Linked DNA regions of Mus musculus: regions 1 and 3 are each linked to region 2. A link is a contact called in public HiChIP or PLAC-seq and promoter capture Hi-C data. All regions are on one chromosome and are shown on one strand. The core of a region is the stretch at or near the end of the contact, and the rest is flanking DNA. Distances in the headings are between cores, read along the strand shown. Region 1 has its middle 11 kb from the start of Gm34777. Region 2 holds the start of Cep290 (centrosomal protein 290). Region 3 overlaps Poc1b (POC1 centriolar protein B).

Region 1 (2,994 bases), core at 27-2,526, 1.2 Mb before region 2:
GATGCCATTCACATATACGCTAGAGAAAAGGCCGTAATTATTTTACTTCTACATGGATGTACTCATTTAACGAGTGTCTTGACTGCTTTCTCTCTATTTCTGCCATTACCATCTGGCCTCCAGACGAATATCACAGCACACAGGTATGCAGAAGTGTTTTTGTCCTGTTCTCCTTAAGGTGATAGGTATTTTGATAAAATGCGTTTCTAGAGTTTGGGATATGTCTTAGCACAAGCTATTATTCGTGACTTGGAAACCAAGTGCTGTGGTTTAAAACTTATTTGACTAATGGACAGCTTAAAAGACACTCTTAAGGGACCGAGGAGATGGCTTGCTGTATATGCGTGAACTTCTCAGTGTGGGTCCAAGCACCCACATTAAAAACAAAAAACAAAAAACAGGAATAGCAAAGTGCATCTGTGTCCCAGAAATGTATCAGCAGAGACAGGGGCACCCCTGGGCCTTGCTGGCTGGCTGGTCTTGCCAAATAGATGAGCTTCAAGTACAGTGAGAAACTTAGTCTCAAAAACAAGGTGGAGAGGAATAAACTACATGACATCTACCCTCGGCCTCCACATGTACACATTCATGCCCAGCTACGTTTAATGACAAATAATAAGCATCGTCTGATTAAGTCTCCATAAACTCAGCACACAAATCAATAAGCAGGGCTGTAGAAGACATTTCCTAAGTTGTACATCACGATCGTAAATCCTGCTAAGAGTAGAATTTCCACCCCCATCGTCATTATGATGTAGTGACTTTCTAGCTGAAGAATCTTTCAGACTGATCCCACAAAGACACTCATTGTCAGCCCTTAATTATTTTTTTTTTATAGTTTCAGTGCATGACTAAAACAGACCAGTGTTTGTGCTTCTCGAACTTTCTTAGCTTCCCGTAAACCCTGAGCCTTAGCAGTTTCCCAAGTGACCAGAGGAGAGAGTGGGGCTTGGCCTGCAGTTGTAGGAGCCTTGAAGGCTTCAGGACACAGGTGTGGCAAGAATGGGCCTGCATACCTCACACATTATGGCTGCTTCCCTCTCTCCCTCCCTCCCTTCTCCTACAGGCACCTCCGTGAGACCTGTAATCTTGCTTCTCCACCCTCTGTCTTAAGTGGCTGAGTAACAACCCAAAAGTATAGGGAAGTTAACATTTAAATCAAGGGATCAGAGTTCAAGAAGAAAATTCTCTTCTTTCCTTTCTCTATTACTCCTTCCCAAACTCCACAGGTCGTCAAGGTAACTCTCCGGACTGACACAGCCATGACTGTGTTTGCTTACAGAGTTACAGGATCAGGTCCTCTATGTCCCCACCCAGCATTTTTATTCCTGCCTCACCTCTCTCTTGTACTTTACAGCCTTGGAAGTTCACCTCCCAGTGTAGCCTAAGGCTTTTATTTTCCAGAATGTTTGCATAGAATTATATGCATCTATATCTATCTCCCTTCAACTTGGCTTCTTGACAACAGTCGGGGTTTTTGTTTGTTTGTTTGTTTGTTTGTTTTTACTGATGATGTGGATGTTGATCAATCTAGAATCCTTATTAAGGTGAGGCAGAGTTGATTCAGGGAAATTGTCTCTGTGTCAAGGATTTGACTCTCATCTAATTTATCTGGGACTTTAATCTCATTGGCCTGAGTTTAAGCCCAGTGCCTAGGACATGTTTATTTACCATGTGTGGAGCCCAGGGATTAATGTCTGTCACCAAAAGAAGAAAAGTCAAATATGTTTGTATGCTAGCAGATAATTCATTGCTTCAGTCGTTTCTGGCTAGTCTGGCCTAGTGGAGCTCCTTACAGAAGCCCCAGCCGCAGTGCTGACAAACACACTTGCCTCCCTCTGTATAACCGCTGCATAGGAGGCTGGCTGCTTCTCTAGTAGTGACCCCCACCCACTTCTGTCCTCAGACAAATCTGGCCAATGTAGTATTTAAAAGCTTTCTCACTCAGGAATCTTCCCTTTCCACTTTGTGTATATTTCAGCTGGCAAACGAAAGATGATATGTAGGGATTGTAAACAGACACTTAAAACCTTCCCGGAAGCAAAGGGACTCCTCCCCCCCCCCACTCCCTTCTAAATGGGCGAGATGGTATCTTTATTTTCTTGAGGGTAGAGGGGGAGAATTAAGGCCCTCGGATACCTGAAGTATCACTTTCTCTTTCCTACACCCACTAAGGAGGAACCAGTGATTCAGGTTGGAACATTAATGATCTTAACTTAAGAACTTAAATCCCTCAGTACTCTTGGAAAGAATAATCTACAACTGAGACATAGTTTACGATGAACTTTGAAATAAGACAAATAAACCCGACAGAGAATCTAAAGGATAAGGATACTCTCCATTGCAATTTGATATTGGAAAGAGAAAGGAAAAGCCAGCCATTGGATTATGTCTTAAAGTGTCCTTGAAGATAGTTGAATAACTCTACCTTTATTTTTTCCTCTGTGAAACTAATGGTTGATTCATGGTATTTAAATCTGCTGGCTATAAGGAACATACCACTATGGTTACCTATTAAGGTATAAAAATAATATTAAAAATCCACTTAGAAATAGGTAAAGAATAGGAGTAGGTAGCTCAGAAGAAAGAAATTGCGTTTGTTTTTCTGTTTGCTGGTTGAACCCAGACAGGGCTAGGTAAGTGCTCTGCAGCTGAGCTACAGTCCCAGCAGAGGAAAGAAAATTCAGGCAGCCTTTACGTATCTGGAAAATGCTCAACTTTCATAATATTATAATAATTTAGTAAGTCTGTTGACTTTCCACATACATGTTATGGTACCACACATGTACAGACAAATAAATAAACTAGAAAGCAAAAAAGAAAGACTGAAGGAAGATGGGCCTGGTGACAAAAAACCTGTAGTCACCATCGTTTAGACGCTGAGGCAGGAGGATTGCCAGCCTGGGCTATACAGAGTGAATTCTGAGCCAGGCCGTGTAATTTAGTGAGACCCCGACTCAAAATTTAAGAGTAAAAAGAGGTACAATTTAGTGG
Region 2 (3,144 bases), core at 438-2,937:
ATGAGTAATAGAAAATATGTATTAAAATCATACAAAAAAATCAAGGTATTGTGATTAAAAACAGCAAATTCTTAAGGTAGTATACTAGTGAACATATTACATGTGTTTAATAAATACTAGTCTCATTTCTTAGTACTACTGACAAAATGAACAGGAAAAATAATTCAAACTCTTGAGTAAATGAAGCCATAAAATTAAATGTGCAAAACACAAGTAAAGCTTAGTATTAACGTTTAAAAGAGAAACTGGGAAGTGCAACTATATCACGCATTTCACAAACATTAGCTTGTAGAATGAATGATTGTGTTCATCACATTAAATAAGAAAACAGCGTTTAACCTCTCCGAGCTTCAATCTCTTAGATGGACAATGCGGATAATACTGCTGTATCTCCACAAAGAATAATTCCAAAACTAAACAGTATTTAGAAATAAAGCAAACACTGCAATCAGGCCTACAAATCTGAAGAACGTCTTTAAAATTTGTTTCAAATACCATTTTTTTGTGCTATTTGTTTTTCTCAACCGCAGAAATCTTTTCAAAAGAAAAATGTAACTGTCTACATTTTTCTTTTAATTACTTAATATCTATTATGTATGATATGTATAAGTACCTTATATATCTATCCACGTATACATACATACATACATTCATACATATATACGAGACGCACTCTTTCAAATAGATGCTTACAGCTCCTAAAGTTACCTGCTGGTGTAGAATAGCTGTGCATTTGGCAACAGTTCCCTGAGTAAGAAGATTAACATCTGAGAAGGAGAAGGCACTTTCCCCCAAGAACTCCCTTGGTACCCAGCAAATGACAGCAAAATGCCATCGCTTGGCATGGCCCTCCTCCCTCCCTCCAGCCCGGCTTAAGAGCCTTGGGCGCACTAAGGCTCCTCTTTCCTTGGCCTTCACTCCACTCTTATTAACCTAATAAGCACTACAATCCGCAAGCTGCTGCAGGAGGCTGCCCCATCTTGACGCTCCTTCTTCACTCAACCAGAGCGTGAACTCAGGGGGTGCGGTGGGGGTGGGGGCGCTCCACTTTCCCAGACACCAAGGAGGCTGGAAACTTTTATTGACTCCCCTCTTAGGGAAGCCACTAACTGGGAGCCCCTCGCACCTACCTGAGTAGCCGGAGGACTCTTTCCCAAACCTCTGCAAGATCCGCCAGCCCTTCGGCAGCCCCAAGCTAGCGCTTCCCTAAAAACGCAAAGGTTCCCTGAGCTACTCCTGGCTGTGGGTTGACACGCCCCGACCTCACCTGAGGGCGGCTCCGCCAGGAGACGGTTCAGGAAAGCTTCTGGGATGGTGGACCGGAGAAGGACTCCGCAGAAAACACAGTCATAGCCTGCCACGCTCGGACTCCGGGGCGGCCGCACCTTAGCAGCCGCTCCTCCCGCCTCCCGAGCCTTCCCCCAGCTCTTCCAGGGCGGCCGCAGACTCCCGCATTGCACGCCGGGAACGCGCCGCTCTTCCCAAAAACTTCCAATCCCAGGATGCACAGCCGCGACGCCGAACTGCACTCTGGGACGTAGAGTCCTCATCTCACGGCTCTCCCTCATCCACAGTAAGGAGGGCTTGGAGGGGAAATAGAGCCGTAAAGCTTTTTCCAGGGTCGTGAAATGTAGTCTTCCCAGGTATCCCGGGGCCTAGTTCCGGTCTTGGCAGGCTGGGGGGCGGGGAGTGGTGTCGCCTAGCAGCCGGCGCCGCTTCGGCTCGGTCGGGAAGAGTTGGCGGGAGCAGCCTGAGTGCGCGAGGACCGCTCTGGGAAGCGTGAGGCCGGGGCGGTGGCCGAACCCGGAGGTGGTCGCTGTAGATGAGTGACTGCTGCTGGTGGCAGGTCTTGGTTTCGGTGGGTGGATCCTCGTGAGCCGGAGCCGCTTAGTGTCGTTCACAGGATCGTAATCCCGAGGGACAGGGTGCAGCCCTACCTATCCAGACCTCTGTCGCTCTTGTCTGCAGTGTCGTCTCGGCCTCCCTGATTGAGCTTGATTCCGCAAACACTTCATTTAGCTCAGTCTTTTTATCTACTTTAAAAATCCTCTGGTCCCCTTTCCTCAGAAGGTTTTCAAAAACTTCCAAACATCTTGGGAGTTGGTACCATCATTGATGGTAGGGGACTTGGAAAAGGGGCCTCGGGGTTTTAGCTCCGAATTCGTCTTAGCAAGAAAATAATAATTTAGCGTGTACATTATCGTATAGCCTGTGTCAGGGGAACTAATTTTCGTCGAGGCTGTTTGCCTCTGCATCTGTTTTGCAGTTCAGGAGCCATAGCTCTTAGCCAGCACCTAGAGAGTTAAGTAAGACCGCTCATGATCATGTAAACACTGCAAGGCCATTTTCCTTGAAAATGCTAAAATCCACCTGCTTCTTTGTAGAGGCTGAGAGACAGTGAAAGAATTCAAGATGCCACCTAATATAAAGTGGAAAGAATTAATCAAAGTTGATCCAGATGACCTGCCACGGCAAGAAGAGTTAGCAGATAAATTATTGATATCTTTATCCAAGGTACTTAATAAATGATTTGTACACAGAGCCTGATGTACAATGTCATGAATTGAAATTGCTTCTTGAAATCATTGAATGCTATAACTGGAAGAGTGCTTGTATTTAATGTGCAGGGTATGAAATAGTCCATTTTTTGTGTGTTTGTTTCCTTAGGTGGAAGTAAATGAACTAAAAAATGAAGACCAAGAAAACATGATACATCTATTCAGAATTACCCAGTCTCTAATGAAGGTTTGTAGGAAAGAGTGTGTAGGAAAAGAAATATTTTTTAGGAGAAACATAAAGAGTCATAAAGAATCATATGGTCAAATAAAATACAAAATCTCTCCCCTATAAGCTATACATGAAATGATAAGAGGATTCTAGATTCTTCATAAATAAATACTGAGAAAGAATATGTATTCTTTACATTAAGGTAAAAGCATATAGAAAAATATTTGGGGCCAGTAATTTGGGATATACTGTTCAAGAGTTTGAGAGTATATTTTGGTTATCAGCATTTTAGAAGGGAATAAAGGTTTTTAAATCATACTTGGTAAAGAAATGTACTTATGAAGGCAACATTAAATGTGTTGTATAGACTGAAGGGATGAGAGCTGATTAGTTCCAATTATAAGAAGGAATTACTAA
Region 3 (2,826 bases), core at 323-2,822, 1.4 Mb before region 2:
TCTGTCCCCATATCCAACCCTACTGCCTTAGTTGGCCCTTATGGGAACTTATAAGGTCATCTTTTCAATGGTCTCTGTGCCACAGAATCTTCTGTATACGTGCGCACACACATACGCACACATATACACATATGCTATACACATATGCTATACACACATACACACATGCATACACACTCCAATACCTCTCCACACATATGCACCATACACACACACACATGTGCATGCACACTCACACATGCTCTCTCTCCCTCACACACACACCTACCTCTGCACTTGTCACTGCTTCTGTAAAAGGCAGATCTAACCATGCTGTTTCCCAGCCTGGACCCGTGGGTGGCTCCTTAGCCAGGCTCATGTTTTCCTTCTGTGACAAACTGTCACTCTTTGTCCCTTTCACCATTCAGTTGCCTTCGCACAGCTGTGCAGGGCTCCTCCACAGCACAGCTGAATCCTGAGTCTCTGCACCTGCTGCAAGCCTTCCCCTCTGATCCTGCTCTGCGGGGCTTTCTGCAACAGCTGGAGCCTGCTGCTGTCCCAGTGCCCCGGAAGTCTTTTAGCATAAGGTCTCCTCCCCTGTTAGACTTAAGAGTTACAAGTATTTTAGCTTGCTGCGCTGTCTTGCCAGGCGCTGTTCCAAATTCTGTTGTGGGTATAAGAGGAGCAGAAACAGGGCAACCCTGTGCTGGCAGGGCCTCTTCTGCCTAGGGAGACAAATAGCAAATACATTAAAACACACACACACACACACACACACACACACACACACACACCAGGTTGGAGAAGTCATAGTTACTAATTTGACTTTGGAGCCCAAGCCCGACTGAGCAGAGGAAGCTAGTGACACGGGTACCTGGACAGGGCATTTGAAAAGTTCCCCTGCAGTGCAAGGACCACGGTCTTTAGGGCTAAGGAGGGCTCAGAATAATTGCCCAGAAATGTGGTGGGCTAAGTCAAGTGTAGGCAGATGCTGATCTGTGCTCTCAGCTAACTTTGGTGGCAGGATTTGAGAGTTTCTTTGTGACAAGGTTGTTTCCGTGAGCCTTTAATAGAAACTCCCCCTATCTATCATGTGTGCGTGTTAGCCAAGGATTTACACAGCTCCACCTGTTCCTGGAACCTTTGGCCGAGTCCTGCTCAGACCAACCGTGTTTCCTCACACACCCAACTGTGGTGGATTACCTTGGCTTGCTGGTACCTGCGGCTCTGAGGGACCTTCAACACCGCTTGCTTTCATGCTACTTGGGGTGACTAGTGGAACCGCATGGCCCTCCCCACCCCGAGGAATAGTCCTTGGTAAATAATCTGGTGAAAGTTAATGGATTTCACCTCAGGGCAACTTTCCATGTGCCTGCTCTCCAGCACTCTTGCAGTCTTTTTATACCCGTTTTTAAATGTTGGATCATCTTATTGCCGTTAGAACAGAAATGTTAAGAGGAATGTCTAGGTGGCCATTGAGTCCCTGACTGCTCAGGATATCTTGTTTGAGAACCCAGCCTTGACGAGATTGTCCTAAAGCAGAACTGAAAAGGTCTCTATGGCTTAAGGTCCTTATTTCGGTCTGTTGAGGAGCGAGAGCGCGGCAGGAACTGAGTTGTGCTTAAACACTGAGCAGAGCCCGAACGGAAGCAGCTTACGGAGTTCTAATGGCGGGCGCTGCCAGCTGCCAAAGGCTCTAGACCTTTCGCAGGCCTTCCTTAGGGCCTTCTTTGCCAACAATGTCAGAATACTGTACAGAAGGTTGCTTACTGAACCCTGGACTAAAGCAAGAGGGGTTCATTGGGAAAGTCTCCAAGAACAGTTTTCTCGTTCAGAGAGTGAGCCTCTTATGTGTCCATGCCAAGGACACAGAATCATCGGCTCCACTGGTCGGCTAAGCCTGTAGCCAGGGTGCAGACACGCTGGCTGCTACTGCTCTTTGCCTCTTGCTGTTGCTGGGCACCTTCTTCCTGTTGAAGTCGACTCCCCCCTCAGGGATGCAGTACCATCAGCAGGTTTGAGTAGACAGACGACACAGAGCCATTACAAGAAGGAAGCATGTGACCCCAGGCATACAACTTAACCTTTCTGGGCCTCAGTCTACTCTCGAATAGAATGAATACAGTTGGGGTAGTTCCTTCATATAGTGTGAATCAGCAAGTGACAGCCATCAATTGCCCTTGTGTTCCATGACTTCTTCCTGGAGCTATACCGGAGTCACTTTTATGTGATACTCAAGTCGTTATGTATAATTTGGGTGAATGCAATGAAGGTAGTAACGGTCATCTATTTAATGTATTTTATGTACTGGACTACCAAAGGTCATTTTATTTCTAAGTAGTTATACCTGCAATTTTTGCATTTTTTAATCTTGTTTTGTTTTGAAACGGTTCTCACTATGTGCCCAGATTGGCCTTAAATTCACGCTCGTCCTGCCTCAGCCTACCTGGTGCTGAGATTGTAAGGATGGGTCATCGTGCACAGCTGGAATCTCTCCTTGCCAGTTTCAGATCACGCTGTACATGCTAGTGAGTGGTCCTGTGATTAGCCGAGCGCCCTGCCAAGGTATTTATTTCCTTATTACGTTGATTTCACTTATTTCCTGCTCTCCTTTCAGCTGAATATTGCTTGTCTCCCACATTTCTTCCCTCCTTTATTGACATTTTGGATTTACTCTGTTATTTTTGTGTTCCTTGGTAATATCTAGAAGTTGATTATACATCCTTTTTTTTTTTTTTCTTCAAGACAGGGTTTCTCTGAGTAACCCTGGTTGTCCTGGAACTCACTCTGTAGACCAGGTTGGCCTTGAACTCAGAAATCTGCCTGCCTCTGCCTCCCAAGTGTGGG

Evidence for each region. Promoter capture Hi-C pulls out the DNA fragments that hold promoters and counts their contacts. HiChIP or PLAC-seq counts read pairs in DNA pulled down with a chosen protein or histone mark.
Region 1: a contact with region 2 is called in a promoter capture Hi-C map of cranial neural crest. The contact joins the enhancer-like site here to the promoter of Cep290 in region 2. A contact is called at or near these places in 6 of 39 promoter capture datasets (the 3T3-L1 cell line, the C10 cell line, cranial neural crest and 3 more) and 2 of 9 other capture datasets (adipose tissue and pancreatic islet).
Region 3: a contact with region 2 is called in an H3K27ac HiChIP or PLAC-seq map of large pre-B cells, with 4 times the contacts expected there. The contact joins the enhancer-like site here to the promoter of Cep290 in region 2. A contact is called at or near these places in 5 of 39 promoter capture datasets (the C10 cell line, cranial neural crest, liver and 1 more), 2 of 115 datasets of contacts at active chromatin or transcription factors (embryonic forebrain and large pre-B cells) and 1 of 9 other capture datasets (adipose tissue).

Annotation. Positions count from the first base shown.
Region 1 is chr10:99,243,030-99,246,023 of GRCm38.p6, forward strand. No RefSeq gene overlaps it. Among named protein-coding and RNA genes, the nearest start is that of Gm34777, 11 kb to the left of the region's middle. Within about 2 kb of position 1,277, at least 62 of the 459 cell types and tissues checked have an H3K27ac peak or open chromatin away from gene starts, as enhancers often do.
Region 2 is chr10:100,485,895-100,489,038 of GRCm38.p6, forward strand. It overlaps Cep290 (centrosomal protein 290), which reads left to right and starts at 1,688. Exons shown (of 54, transcript NM_146009.3): 1 at 1,688-1,858; 2 at 2,385-2,514; 3 at 2,668-2,745. The coding sequence starts at 2,413. It overlaps Tmtc3 (transmembrane and tetratricopeptide repeat containing 3), which reads right to left and starts at 1,453. Exons shown (of 14, transcript NM_001110013.1): 1 at 1,268-1,453.
Region 3 is chr10:99,131,924-99,134,749 of GRCm38.p6, forward strand. All of the region lies in intron 4 of Poc1b (POC1 centriolar protein B), which reads left to right. Among named protein-coding and RNA genes, the nearest start is that of Galnt4, 25 kb to the left of the region's middle. Within about 2 kb of position 1,573, at least 26 of the 459 cell types and tissues checked have an H3K27ac peak or open chromatin away from gene starts, as enhancers often do.